Linked DNA regions of Cricetulus griseus: region 2 is linked to region 1. The links are chromatin contacts, called in public Micro-C maps. All regions are on one chromosome and are shown on one strand. The core of a region is the stretch at or near the end of the contact, and the rest is flanking DNA. Distances in the headings are between cores, read along the strand shown. Region 1 has its middle 90 kb from the start of Aig1. Region 2 overlaps Aig1 (androgen-induced gene 1 protein).

Evidence for each region. Hi-C and Micro-C count contacts between places; a contact is called where the count stands out from the background.
Region 2: a Micro-C map of the CHO-K1 cell line shows a contact between it and region 1, with 2.3 times the contacts expected there. The contact joins two enhancer-like sites. A contact is called at or near these places in 2 of 8 Hi-C or Micro-C datasets (both in the CHO-K1 cell line).

Annotation. Positions count from the first base shown.
Region 1 is chr2:274,961,546-274,967,765 of CriGri-PICRH-1.0, forward strand. No RefSeq gene overlaps it. Among named protein-coding and RNA genes, the nearest start is that of Aig1, 90 kb to the right of the region's middle. Within about 2 kb of position 3,481, at least 6 of the 6 cell types and tissues checked have open chromatin away from gene starts, as enhancers often do. A contact at or near this core is called in the CHO-K1 cell line, where this site is marked.
Region 2 is chr2:275,128,002-275,134,221 of CriGri-PICRH-1.0, forward strand. The region is part of intron 3 of Aig1 (androgen-induced gene 1 protein); the gene reads left to right. Among named protein-coding and RNA genes, the nearest start is that of Aig1, 77 kb to the left of the region's middle. Within about 2 kb of position 4,025, at least 2 of the 6 cell types and tissues checked have open chromatin away from gene starts, as enhancers often do. A contact at or near this core is called in the CHO-K1 cell line, where this site is marked.

The DNA of each region.
Region 1 (6,220 bases), core at 2,231-4,730:
AGAAATATAGTGCCTATTTCAAGCCTAGTGGTCCTACAGATTATGACACTTGAAGCACACTGTCATTGTATGGATATTGGCAACTCCCTCTCCTCTCAGAATAAAAATGCAGTTATAATCCAGTACCATGACTCCTTAGGGCTCCACCAAAATTTTCTCTTAGCAATAAAATATTATTTCCACCTTACTCACAAGCAAAGCATTTCTGTCTTGATTAAACTTCTGGACCTATATCCTAAAACTCAAACCCTACATGCTCATTATACAATCCTCTTGGGTAATGTGTAAAATTTTATCTTGGCATGCCTATAAGACATATAAGCAATCAGACATTTGCAAACCCTTACACATATTTATCCATAATAATATATGCACATATTTAAAATAACTTGGTTTGCTCAAGGACAAATAGTATCATTGTATCAGTACAGGAAATGTGTCTAATAAAGTTCCATGGGCTTTTTTAGGGGGACAGGTCACTACAAATTTAATTAGTATGAATCTTTTTAATATTTCAAGTAATTCCTGGGTTTGATTATTCAGGCAAAAGAAACTGTGCTGAAGAGAAAAAAAATCAATAGCCCTCGATGAGGGCTCTGAGTTGGCTTAACAAAAAAACAAAAAAGTCCTCCTGTGAGTGGAAGAAAGTACCAATATAGTTTTAAAATAAATTGAGTTATTTTTAAAATGGCAGAAAGGGAAGGAGGAAAAAAATCAGTTCAATTTTTCTGTTATAATGAAAGTACCGGAAGCAAGCCTCTCTGTGTTCATTTTGGGCCTAAATAACTGTGCAGAGCATAAGGGTTTTGCAATGTCAGTTGCACACACAGCTTCCTGTGTGAATTCTAAGCCATTACAGGTGTCCTGGGGTTTCTAGTGTAACCTATTATCAAGAGATTCCTCTGGTCGCCTCCGTGCTAGCCCACTCTACCCGCCAGCCTAAGCACGTTACTGCGGGGCCCCTCCATGCGTCCTTATTACAGACCCTTGCTCTTCGCTCCATCTCTGAGGTGAGAGCGCCCACTTTCCCTTGGCGAAGCAAGTCAAAAGCTTTCGCATTCGGAGGACTAGTTCCTGCAGTCCTTTGCACTTACATGCTTCCAAGCAGGCAAGTGATGAACCGCTAAAAGAAACACTCCTTTCCCTGGGTCTCTCCCCACTGGGAGCCGCATCCCCAAAGCAACACGCAGACAGAGACCCTTTCCGACCTTCTAGCTCCCACACAGGGTGAGCCTGGAGGGTCGGGGTCGCATTTGCTCCTGTTCTCTGCTGCACTGGGTATGTTATGTAAGAGGGACAGGACGCGGGAGGCACATGCGTATAAAGCGCACTGATCTGTGATAACAGCTGGGATGGCAGGGCAGATCTGGAGTCGCCACACACACACACACCAAATACGACAGACACCACACACACACACACACACACACACACACACACACACACACACACACACACACACACACAGAGCTGTTTTCCTGTCTTAGTCCTACCAGTACCAGATGCACAGAATGGAAAGGGGGGGGGGTTGGGGGTGAAGGGAGGTGAGAGGTGCGACAGCAGCAGCACATCTGCTTTGATAGCAGCCAGCAGAGCCGCCGCGGCAGAGAGCCCCTCGTTAACCCCCTTCCTGTGGCTGCACCACGTCATGGAACATTCCCGGAACGGGCCAACGTTCCACCCACTTCAGGGAACAGACATAAAGGCGCAGACCCAGCTCCTCACAGTGCACAGCCCAAACACACATGTTTCTTCCCGATCCCCCAAGCAGAAGCACAAATAAGCATGCAATCCGCCCCCACCCGTCTCCACGCGCCCGGGGCCAGCCGGCGGCGGCTGGAGCCGCTCTGCGGCCGGTGCACCCGCAAGGCGAGGGCGCCTCCGCCTGAACCTTCCATGGAGACAGTCCCCTCCTTCTTCGCTTCCTTCCTTCCTTCCTTCTCTCCTTCCTTCCTTCCTCGCTCGGGAGGAGAAAGGAGTCACCGAAATGCCCACAGCCAAAGCCTCGGCTGCGCTCGCTCGGCCGCAGGCCGGCGGCCCGGCCCTTGCCGTCCGCCCGCCCGCCCGCTCGCTCGCTCGCCCGCCTGCCCGCGCCGCCCCGGCCCCGCGCCGCGCGCGCGCCCCCTCCCCCGCTACCTGACAACGGGCCGCCGGCCGCGACAGCCGCAGCGGTGGCCGGGCGGTGCGCGCCGGTGCACGTCCCTCATTAGTAACCAGGCACATTCCTGCCTCCAGCGCTCCCGCGCGGCCCCCTCCCCCCCAGGACATTACGCAAAGCAGCCTCCCCTCATCTGCATAGATCCTCGGCCAGGGTATTCCCCGCATTTCCCAACGCGCCCGACCCCCCTCGCCGAGGTCTCCCCCCCATCCCCGCCCCCTCCGACCCTCACCCCTGGGCCACCGGGAAACCGACCGGGGTCGCGCGCCGCCGAGGGGGCGATGGAGTTGGGCGACGGCGATTTGAGGGTAAAGTGAAACAAGCTCTATCTCTGGAGCAGGCAGGAAAAACACAGCGCCGAGGCCACTTACCGAGCCGAGGAGGGACCTAGATTCCCGCCGCTCTGCTCTGCCAGCGGCCGGTGCGCCCTCCACGCACCCCCGGGCTGCACCCAGTACCCAAGAGTCGAGGCGTGGAGGGAGGCTGCTACCCAGCCAGGGGACCTTTCAAGTTGCTCGGGCTCCCGGCAAGCTTCAATGTCCAAGACTCAACTTGGCAAAGACTTATGCCACAGTCACCGGAGATGTCTCTTTTTTTCTTTCTTTCTTTTTCTTTTTCTTTTTCTTTTTGCGGAGACCCTCCTCCACCAGGGAGAGACAGCGCACGGCGGCGCCCCGCTCTCCAGCTCTCCACCCCCTCACCTCCAGCCCGCCTCCCGCCGGCCGCCAGTCTCCCGGCCGCGAACCCCTCGGGCGGCTGTCAGCTCCCGGCAGTCCGGGTGACAGCGGCCGAAGGAGGGCGCGACGCGGCGGGCGGTGGGGGGGATCCTCGCAGCCGCGGCGGCCGCTCACCTGTAAAGTCACCGCAGCGCAGGAGAAGGAAGAAGAGGAAGGAGAGGAGGGGGGGAGGAAAGCCCCCTGATGCCCTTGTTCTTGCTGCCGCGGCCGCTCCTCATCCAGGCTGAGCGTGTCTGGTGGGGGGTGTCTGGTAGCATTTCCTTAAGGACAGAGGGAGGGCGGGCGCGGAGGGAGGGAGGAGGGAGGGAGGCGATCCCCACCGCCAGCCCAGGCTCCTCTTGCCTTTATTTATATATTTATTTATTTTCGGACACTGTAAGGAGATGGAGCCGGGGCCGGGGGCCGGGGCCGCCAGGCTGGGGCTTGAGCCGCGGGGCCCGGGCCGCAGTTTGTCGGCGTGCGGGAGCCGCAGCGGCCGCCTCCCCTCCGGGCTGTGGACGCACCGGGTTATTCCTGGCAGCGCCTCCCCGAACAGAAGTTACTAGGAGGAGTGCGCGGCGAGGGCGGGCGGGGGAGAGGCGAGCGGAGGGAGGGAGGAAGAGGGAGAGACTCAGCCAGCGACGTCATCGGATCCCCCAGCGCGTCCCTGGGAGGGAGGCTGAACCAGAAAAACCAGTCTGGAGCTGGCCAGCGGGGCGAGGGATGTGCGGTGCGCCGGGCGACCCGGACTGGCCCCGTTGCGGGCTCGCGGGGAGGGAAGGTCGCGGCCTCGCTCCCCTCGCTTGGAACCGGGATCTCCCCGGAGGATCGGTATCAGCTTGCCACGCAGAAACACTGGGGCGTCTGGAGCAGTCTGAGAATTTCCTACTAGGGTGTGGAAACCTCCTCCGTGCCCATCCCCTTCCCACCCCACCCCCCCTTCCCACGTACCGGTTCCCTGCCTTCCTAGGGAAAGGAATTAGGTGATCAGTGTGCTCCTCACATTTTGCCAGGGCACCTCGCCTCTTCACCCCCGCCTCTACTCACGAGTTTGTTATCAATCGAGGGGGAAAAAAAATTATACTGCAGCCCCTGGAACTCTCAAAGTGTTTTACTAGCATTTTCCGTGCCCCGGCGGAAGCACGAAGTTTTCATGCGCTCGAAATGCCCCAATTGCTTTGCCCGGGGTCACTCCCCAGGGCGCCCCGGGTGCACCCTGCTCAGGAAGCCGCCCGCCCTCGTCGGGGTATTTAAATAGGCTGGGGCAGCGGCGCGCAGAGCAGCTGCCGGTTTCCTGGGGGCGCCTTGCGGGGAAAGGGGGCGAGCTGCCACCTCCAGCTGTGCGCTTCTGTTTCCTTGGTCCGGACTGAAATCACACCCAGCCCTGGGAGAGATGGGCGGGGCGTCGGGGGGTGGGGAGGGAATCCCAAGCGAGTAGGGGCCGGGACTCTGGCTTCCTCCCCAACCCGGCAACACCCGGGGGACACCGGGGCTCCCTCGGGCCGTTACCCAGCGTGTGTGGACTCGTGTGCACCCTCGGGGGAGGTCCCCAGGAGGTCGCTGCGCCAGAGCGCAGACACAGGCTTCTGGGCGGCGCCCGCGCCGGGAGCGCCTCCTCCGGGTGGGCAAGTCGCAGAGCCCGACCGCGCGCCACCCACCCGGGGCACCCAAGCTGCTTCTCCCAAGCCCTCTGAACCAAGAGTCCCGCGGAGCCCCGGGCCGTAGCACCCTCTCCCCACCCACTTGTCCGTGCCACCGCCCAGCCCGGGGCGGAGTAAACAAGAGACGCACAAGATTTGACCTGGCACGACCCGGCTTTCTGGCTGGGGTTCCCCCAGAGCAGGTGACTCCGTGGGAGGGGTGGAAATTAGCCTCTGGAATTCGGGCCGGAGACGAGAACTGTGGTTCTGCTATTAAGACGAGTATATCACCAATAACTGTGGGATATTTTGCGTCTCCAGTCTCAGATTTCACAGTTAACAAACGTCAAAACACAGAGGAAAAAATCGCCAACAGTCTCATTAAAAATGAATATATTAAAAGGGAAGGCCCGCCTCTTTAATGAGTTGGAGAATAACGCCTTTGGTTTCGTTTTGGTTTTGGTTTTCATTTTGACCTATAAACAGAGTATTATGAGAGTCCCCATACTGTGACAGCATTGCTGTGAAGAGCGACTCTACAAAATAAAATGATAAATGAAATAAAAATTTTAATCAGTTTTAGAAGAAGAAGATCTGGAAATATGGAATAAGTTTCACTATGTTTTTATTTTTTAAAGATGGATCTCAATTAAAATCAGGGCCTGCTTCCATTTAAGCGACTTCTTTCATTATATAAGTTCCTTGATATTCTGCCCCTTTTGTCTTAACTGGGAAATCTTAATAGAAAAAAATCTACCCGCCATCATTTTCTTTTAAATGCATGTCGTTACATTTTAAATTGTCCACTTAAAATACAAATGTTATCTTCAATTTTTTTTTTCACTTTCAAGCCCACCTGCTAAATGTGCCCAAAGCCCGTTGTACTTTATTGCTTAATAGAGAAGATTACTCGGTTTCTTTAAGAATCCAATTTCCCTTCAGCAAACACAACACAGCAGCTGCCCAAGCACTTAGAACCTGAGCAAACAGAGTAGCAGGCAGCAGTTTCCTTCGGTGGAGTGAATGTTAGTTGGAAACTTAACCACTTTTTAAAAGACTAAACTAGGTAGTGTATCGTGACTATTACGATATTCAGGTACATGGGTAGTTGATATAAGTACTTTAAAAGGAAGGTACTATCTTTCAGTGCATCAGTTATTGCTGTCTGTCTAATATGTGCAAGAATTGAGTGGTGCAAGTCACTGTGCACAGATAGCAAATCAATACTAACCATTTCAAAGCCAGATGACCATGGAACTTTCATATAAAAAAAAAAGCACTTTGGGGCTCCTGCCTGTTCCCCCCTGTAGGTCTCACTTGCCTGTGCCTTCCAAGCAAGTTTCTTATAATCCATATTACATATCTATAGCACACACATGCTGCACACAATCAGTGGATGTCTGGTTGCTTAAAAGGATGGACAGTGTGGTAGCAGAAAAAAATCTCCAAAGCTAAAGCTGGCATTGGTTAGAAAACTGCATGCCACCTGGAGAAAAGCCCCATGGGAAGTGAGGCTAAATAAAGTACAGTGGCCCCAGATGGGACACCTCTATGGAGCACCAGAAACCAGGCAGAACTGCCATCCTGTCACACTCCACCATCACCATTGTAAGCACTTCTCAGTTGCAAAGGAAAGATTTTTAGCAATCTGGATTATGAGGTATTTAGAAATTAAAACATGAATGGCTCTGGGCACACTTACATTT
Region 2 (6,220 bases), core at 2,775-5,274, 170 kb after region 1:
GAACTAATGAGTGTGAATCTCAAAAAAAAAAGAGAGAGAGATGAAGATAAAGATGCAATTAGTGGGCAAGTAGGATTAGGTAACTCTCCTTTTAGTTGTAAGCTGCCCGTGGGTGGGATTTTGATCCATGGGATCTAGGATCCAGGAAGGCAGCATTTCTTCTCCTCTTACTGTGCTTAGCTACACAGTAAACTGTGTTGCTATTTAAACACATTAGTTGCTGGTGACCATAGTTTCTATTCTGTCGTTTTCCACATTACCAAGTACTATCTGTGTGGCTCATGATGTTACCCCATTGCACTTCTCATCCTGGCAAGTAGGCTGGCTCCAAGAATCTGGATAAAATGAAGTCATGCTTTAACCTTGTTTAGAAGTCCTGATTCATATGACTTTGCAAGTGCCTCTTCTGTCTCCACTTCACTTTCCTGGGATCTTGCTTGGCCTGTGGTAGGATCAAGGTTGTCTAAGATCTGGTTAGGCATGGTGCCAGGGCAAGGAACACTGGGGAGGGTTGGATATTCTCATTGGACAGCTCTCAGTTTTATGCAAAATAACATTATGCACTTCTTTTACAAAAGGTAATAAAGACCATTCAACTCTCCTAGAACTCTGAGAAGACTAAAGTCACTTGTACTTGTACAATTAGGACAGCTTTCCAAACAATGACTATCCTGCTCAGTGTGCCTCTGTATAACAAAGGAGCCATACTACAAGCAGCAGCTTTCTTGTTACTTCATCTGGGATTTTCTTTTTCAGTAACTAATTTGGTATTTCTGTAAGTTCAAATCTGTAAGTTGGAATCTCTAAAATGATGGCATTTTTGCTTATAAGCTCAAGTCTTCCATAATCGTCATTTTAGAGTTCTCCAAGTAAGTCATGCAGATGAGCAAAAGATCAAAATTATGCATTGTGATTGTCAATCACACAACTGCTCACTTTATACCAAAACATATTTAAACCGGTGATGCTGCTGAGTGTGGGGGCACATACCTGAACCCAACACTTGGAAGGAGGTGACCAGATCACAAGGAGCTTGAGGTCATCCTTTGCTTAATAGAGTTCAGTGCCAGCATAGGTTACATGAAACCATGTCTCAGAGAAACAAAAGCAAGCCAGCAGGCAGGCAGGCAAGCAAGCAAACAACACATTCACAAAAACCACAGCCATTATCTTGAGGTCAAACTGGGTGTTTTTTCATAAAGTTCTGCTGAGGATAATATGCTAGGCTGTTTCCCACAGTTTGGATGCTGGAAGTTCAGGTCAGGATGCCATCATGGTTAGGACCTGATAAGGGCACTTTTCTGGGTTCCAGACCATTTTTTTTTCACTGTGCCTTCAAATGGCTAAAGGTGCAAAAGTTTCCCTCAGCCCTTTTATAAGGCTATTAATCCCCTTCACCAGTGTACTGCCCTCATGACCTCATCGCCACCAAGGTTGTGCCTAACATGTTTGAGAGAACACAATGTTTATAATTCTTCAGGAGAGCATAAGGAAAGGGAGGCGGAGAACACCAGAACTTCTGGTATTTGATGTCACACACCATAGATCAGAAAAGCCAAGAGGCACAATAAAAAGAAAAGGTCCAAGCAGTGAAATTTAATGGTACAGTTTCTGTGCTCAGGTGCCCGATGACCTCCGAAATCCCACTTCCTTTCTTGTTCTGTTGATATTTTCATTATCTCTTTAGTAAATATTTTAGGTATTAGGGAAGAAGGGTTCTTATTGTTATTCAAAGGAGTCAAATAGTACTTGACATTGAAAGCCATATTCAGAATTTCACTATTATAGGCTTTTTAGACTCGTGAAATGGTTTATATACACACACAAGTAAATTGTAAAGCAGTTTTTGTTGTGCATATTTGTGTGTGTGTGTGTGTGTGTGTGTGTGTTGTAAGAGGTACTATGTGAGTATGTGTTTGTAGAGGAAATGCTTGTCATTACTCAAGCTGTTCACCTTGGTTTTTGAGATAGGGCCTCATGCTTGCCTGGAAGCTCACCATGGCGCCATCTCCTGCATCCTCGTAGGGACTTATTGAAAGGCTTCTTTTCACATCTTTGCTCAGGTCCAAACTGAACAGGAGCCTCCTTCCCAAAGCTGTTCTAACATGGTGGTGACTCTTTGTCCTCTCTGCTTTTATATCTTGTCATTGGGAACTTGCTGAGGTTTCAGGCATCTACTGGGGTGTTGGAGAATAAACCACATGTAGGGTGCTACTGTATCTGTCAGATGTTTTCTTCATTTGCATTTATGCCAATACAGATGGTTAAAAAATATATGATCCCTACTGCAATCTCATTTCCTTTAGAAGCCAGGTCCATCAGTAGCGATCTACACAACATCCTTTCTTTTTCTGAGTCATTAGTTTGGATTCCTGTTGGCCCAGGCATCATCTACATAAGAGCTCACAGATTCTGAAAAGACTTGCATACCCCCTGTGCTTTTTAAACATGGTTTTGAAGCAGGTTTCAGTACCTTTGGATTTGTCTCTGTAGCATCCTTGAAGTTCAAGGAAAGATACTTGTGGAATAAAAACAAAGAGGTAAGCCATCTTGGTGACCTCTGGAGTTAAACTGGATGTAAGTGTGGTGGCAAAGAGACAAATGTGTAAGTAGAAACACCCAGCCACACTCAACTCTAATGGGCTGGTTGACAACATGGCTTCTTTGCCTTGGTTTCTAGGGGACTAATATACTGGCACTCTGTCTAGATTTTAGGAAAAATGAATTAATATTACCACTTATTAAAGATTAAATGTATACTATATGTGTCACTTGCTATTAATCCTTAAAAATATTTATGGAGTTCAATGGTCTGTAACTAATTAGAGACTGCAGTTAACAGGGGATATGGGTTTCCTCTGTTACATGAAACAAAATATAAATCTTTTATATAACTCTATTTCCCTTAGAAAGGGTTTTTCTTTTACTTGTCAGAGGGATTTTTAAAGTTTTATTTTATTTTCTTGGATCCCACTCTTTTCCATAAATCCTATAAGCAGAATTACAATGAAGTGAGTCATGGTCATAACGCTGTTTTGGAGGTTCTCCTGCCAATTCAGCTTAGACTAGAGGAGATTTTCAAGGAAAGTATGCTTGGGAAAGCCTGGGTAGGAAGAGGAGTGAAAGAAAGGTGAGAATAAGGAAACAGGGAAGAGAGAAAAGGAGGGAAGGAAGCAAGCAAGGAAGGGGAAGGAAAGAAAACATTTTGCTTTAGATCCTGTTTTTTTTTTTTTAAACTTAATGGCAATATAGAGGTGAAGCTTTTATTTTAGTGATATGTACTAGGCAGCCTTGAAGTACAAATGAGTTAAGTCTCAGAATTGTGTGTGTGTGTCTGTTTGAGTGCATGCATACACTAGTACTTATAACTCAAAATAGTTTCCCCACAAAACTTTTGTTATATAATAAGTGATAATTTTTAAGGCTAGCTTTATCCATCCTTTCCATTCTGTCTAAAGGTGAATCATTTTGGGCATTAGCAATGCTGAACAGTAGATGTGAAACCTGGTAGACGTGAAGCATCAAATCAATAACATCAGTCATTGCAATCCCTAGAATCTTGCAACTTGAACACTGGCAGAGGAGTGGAAACAGATGTGATCTGGGGAGCCGGAGGCTCTTCAGATACCTCGTGTGGTTATTTGAGAGTGTCAATCAAGGGAGCAGCTGTGCATGGCCACCGAAAGTGGCCACTCCAGTGAGTCCTCAAAACCTGTGATTCATTTCCTCCTACTGTAAATCTTGATGGGAGAGATACCTTCTGCTAGAGTCTAGCAGGTAGATAGTACTTGCCATTCATGCTATCAGACAAAGCAGGAAGCCCCATTCTCCCTGTGAGATTTATGCTCAGTGAGCGGAAAGGAGTGCAATCACATGATTAGGATTGTGATTCATCTATCTCCTCGAAAAAAGCCATTGCAAGAACATTAGGATTCACACCGATTTGCAAGGGCTCATGACAACACATCTCAGATGCAGCTGGTGAGTGAAGAGGACCTGCTGTGAATCAGCTACTCTGCCTCTACGTGGGGGTATCCCCGTATGATTTCTATGAGCCGCTCCCAGATGTTTTCATGACACACCCAACATGTCACAGAGTGCCATAGGAACAAGTTTGTTCCACCTAGTCATGCTGACAGGGGAGAAGCTTTCCTGTAAAAAGTACTGTTCCAGGGTCATTAGGAAGTGGGTGTCACTCAGAGAAGGCAGAGGAGTCATAGTAAGGACCAGCATATTTATGGGGATCAGATAGCCCCCCTCTGCCTGGGACCGTTCTGGGTGCTGATGTGGTTCCTTTTAGGGAGAATGAAAAATGAACATTCTGAGGAGGGAGGACTGAAGCCTGTGGTGATAAGTCTGAACCACTGAAACTGGGAATGTTGAATGATAAGAGCAATTTCCATTTATGCTGAGATTAGGGAACTTTAATCCAGTGTAACTAAACGTGGAGGGAAAGGTGGTTAGAAAATTAAGGAGAGGCTCTGATCTACGAGAGTCCTGTCACCAAAAAGAGGTTTGGGGTTTATCTTTCAAGAAACAAGAGGCTAGTGAAAGTCTTGCATGAGCAAGATATTTGGATATGTGTGTGTGGTAGACAGATAGGACGTGAAAGGGAAGGTGACCCCATCCTACAAACTGCATGTGTGGTGTTGGAAACAGCACAGAAACATGGTCCTCCTCAAACTGACCTGCAAAGGGGGGAAGCCCTAGGCTCACCCAGGGCAGCCAACTATACTCTCTTGTCCTGGCCAAAGGGATGCAGTTTTATCCTACCAGCTGACAGGGTTGTGAGAAAGTTTTGAGCAAGTGGAAGATGGTTCAGACAATCTTTCCAAGACTTCGTCCTCCAGGATTGAAGGGGAAGAACTGAAGAGAGCAGCCAGGGTTGGAGAAGGGAGAGAAGGTTAAGCATGGAGCCTTGGCTAGTGCCCACACTAGGGGAGGGTGGCAGAGGAGCTAGTGAAGGGAGACTAGGACGGGGTCTTTGCAGGGACGAAGGACTATCTCTGGGAGAAGGTCCCAAGAAAACTAAGAAGAGGAGCATTTCCAGAAAAAGCGAGCCACCTGGGATACAAAGGCACAGCTGCTTGCATGCCTGCTAAGCAGAGTCCAGTGACTACAAAGAAAGGAGCCAGGAAAACAGAGTCGGTGCAGACAGCAGACAGAAATCAATGAAAAAAAAAAAAAAAAAGATCTCCTCAGTATGTGCGCACACTCGTGTGTGTGTGTGTGTGTGTGTGTGTGTGTGTGTGTGTGTTTCCAGAACTGACCAATTTGGGATTCACATAAGTCAGAAACTGTGAACGGAAGCTTTGAATAATCCTTGTCCTTTGAAGTTTCCAGTCTGTGATTTAGATCTTGAGGAACCTTGAGAATTTCTAACGATGTGCTGCTGGAGATCAACCACTTGTTTTTATGGAGATTCAAAAGGTGGGAAATAAATGAAACAGGACTCAATTTGGTGAATTTGTTCTCTGGCCACAAGTTCTGTACAGATGCTGGGCAAGGGTCCAGGTTTTTGTTATTCTTCAAGGTATATATAGGCATGTAGGAACCATGAGGCAATTGGAAGTTCCTGGCAGGCGTGTCACAGTGGGCTAAGCACTGCTTCTTTTCACCAATTTCTCTGATCCTATTGGCAATTAAAAGGCAAGAGAAAGAAAGAAAGAAAGAAAGAAAGAAAGAAAGAAAGAAAGAAAGAAAGAACGAAAGACAGAGAAAGAAAGACAGAGAAAGAAAGAAAGAAAGAGAAAGAAAGAGAGGAAAGAATGAAATGAAAACTTCAGGAACATAGATTGTTTTTGAGTTTAGACAAGTTGTTATGGTTACCTGCATAGCTTCATTGCTTTATTAATGTGTAATTCCCTTCATTTCTGGAAACATCATCATTGTGAAGCATAATAGACATCAGACTCTTAGCAAGTTTCTCCAGTGTGGCTCGGAGACTCTGACAGCAGTTGTGATGAATGTGTGTGGTTGGGAGCCACCAGTGTGTTGCAGGCCCAGGATCTAGAACATCACCATTTAGGAAAAGAGAACTTGAAATTAATAACTCTTAAAAGTTCAGATGTTCTCCAGCAAAGCATTTCTTTTTTTAACTATAAGAAAATAATCTAAGAATTGAATCTTTTTGTAACTAAACATTTTAGTGTTTTGTATATGAAAACCGCCTTTTAAATTAATAACATAATACTTAGAGAAATTATTTCTAGGAGTTCAG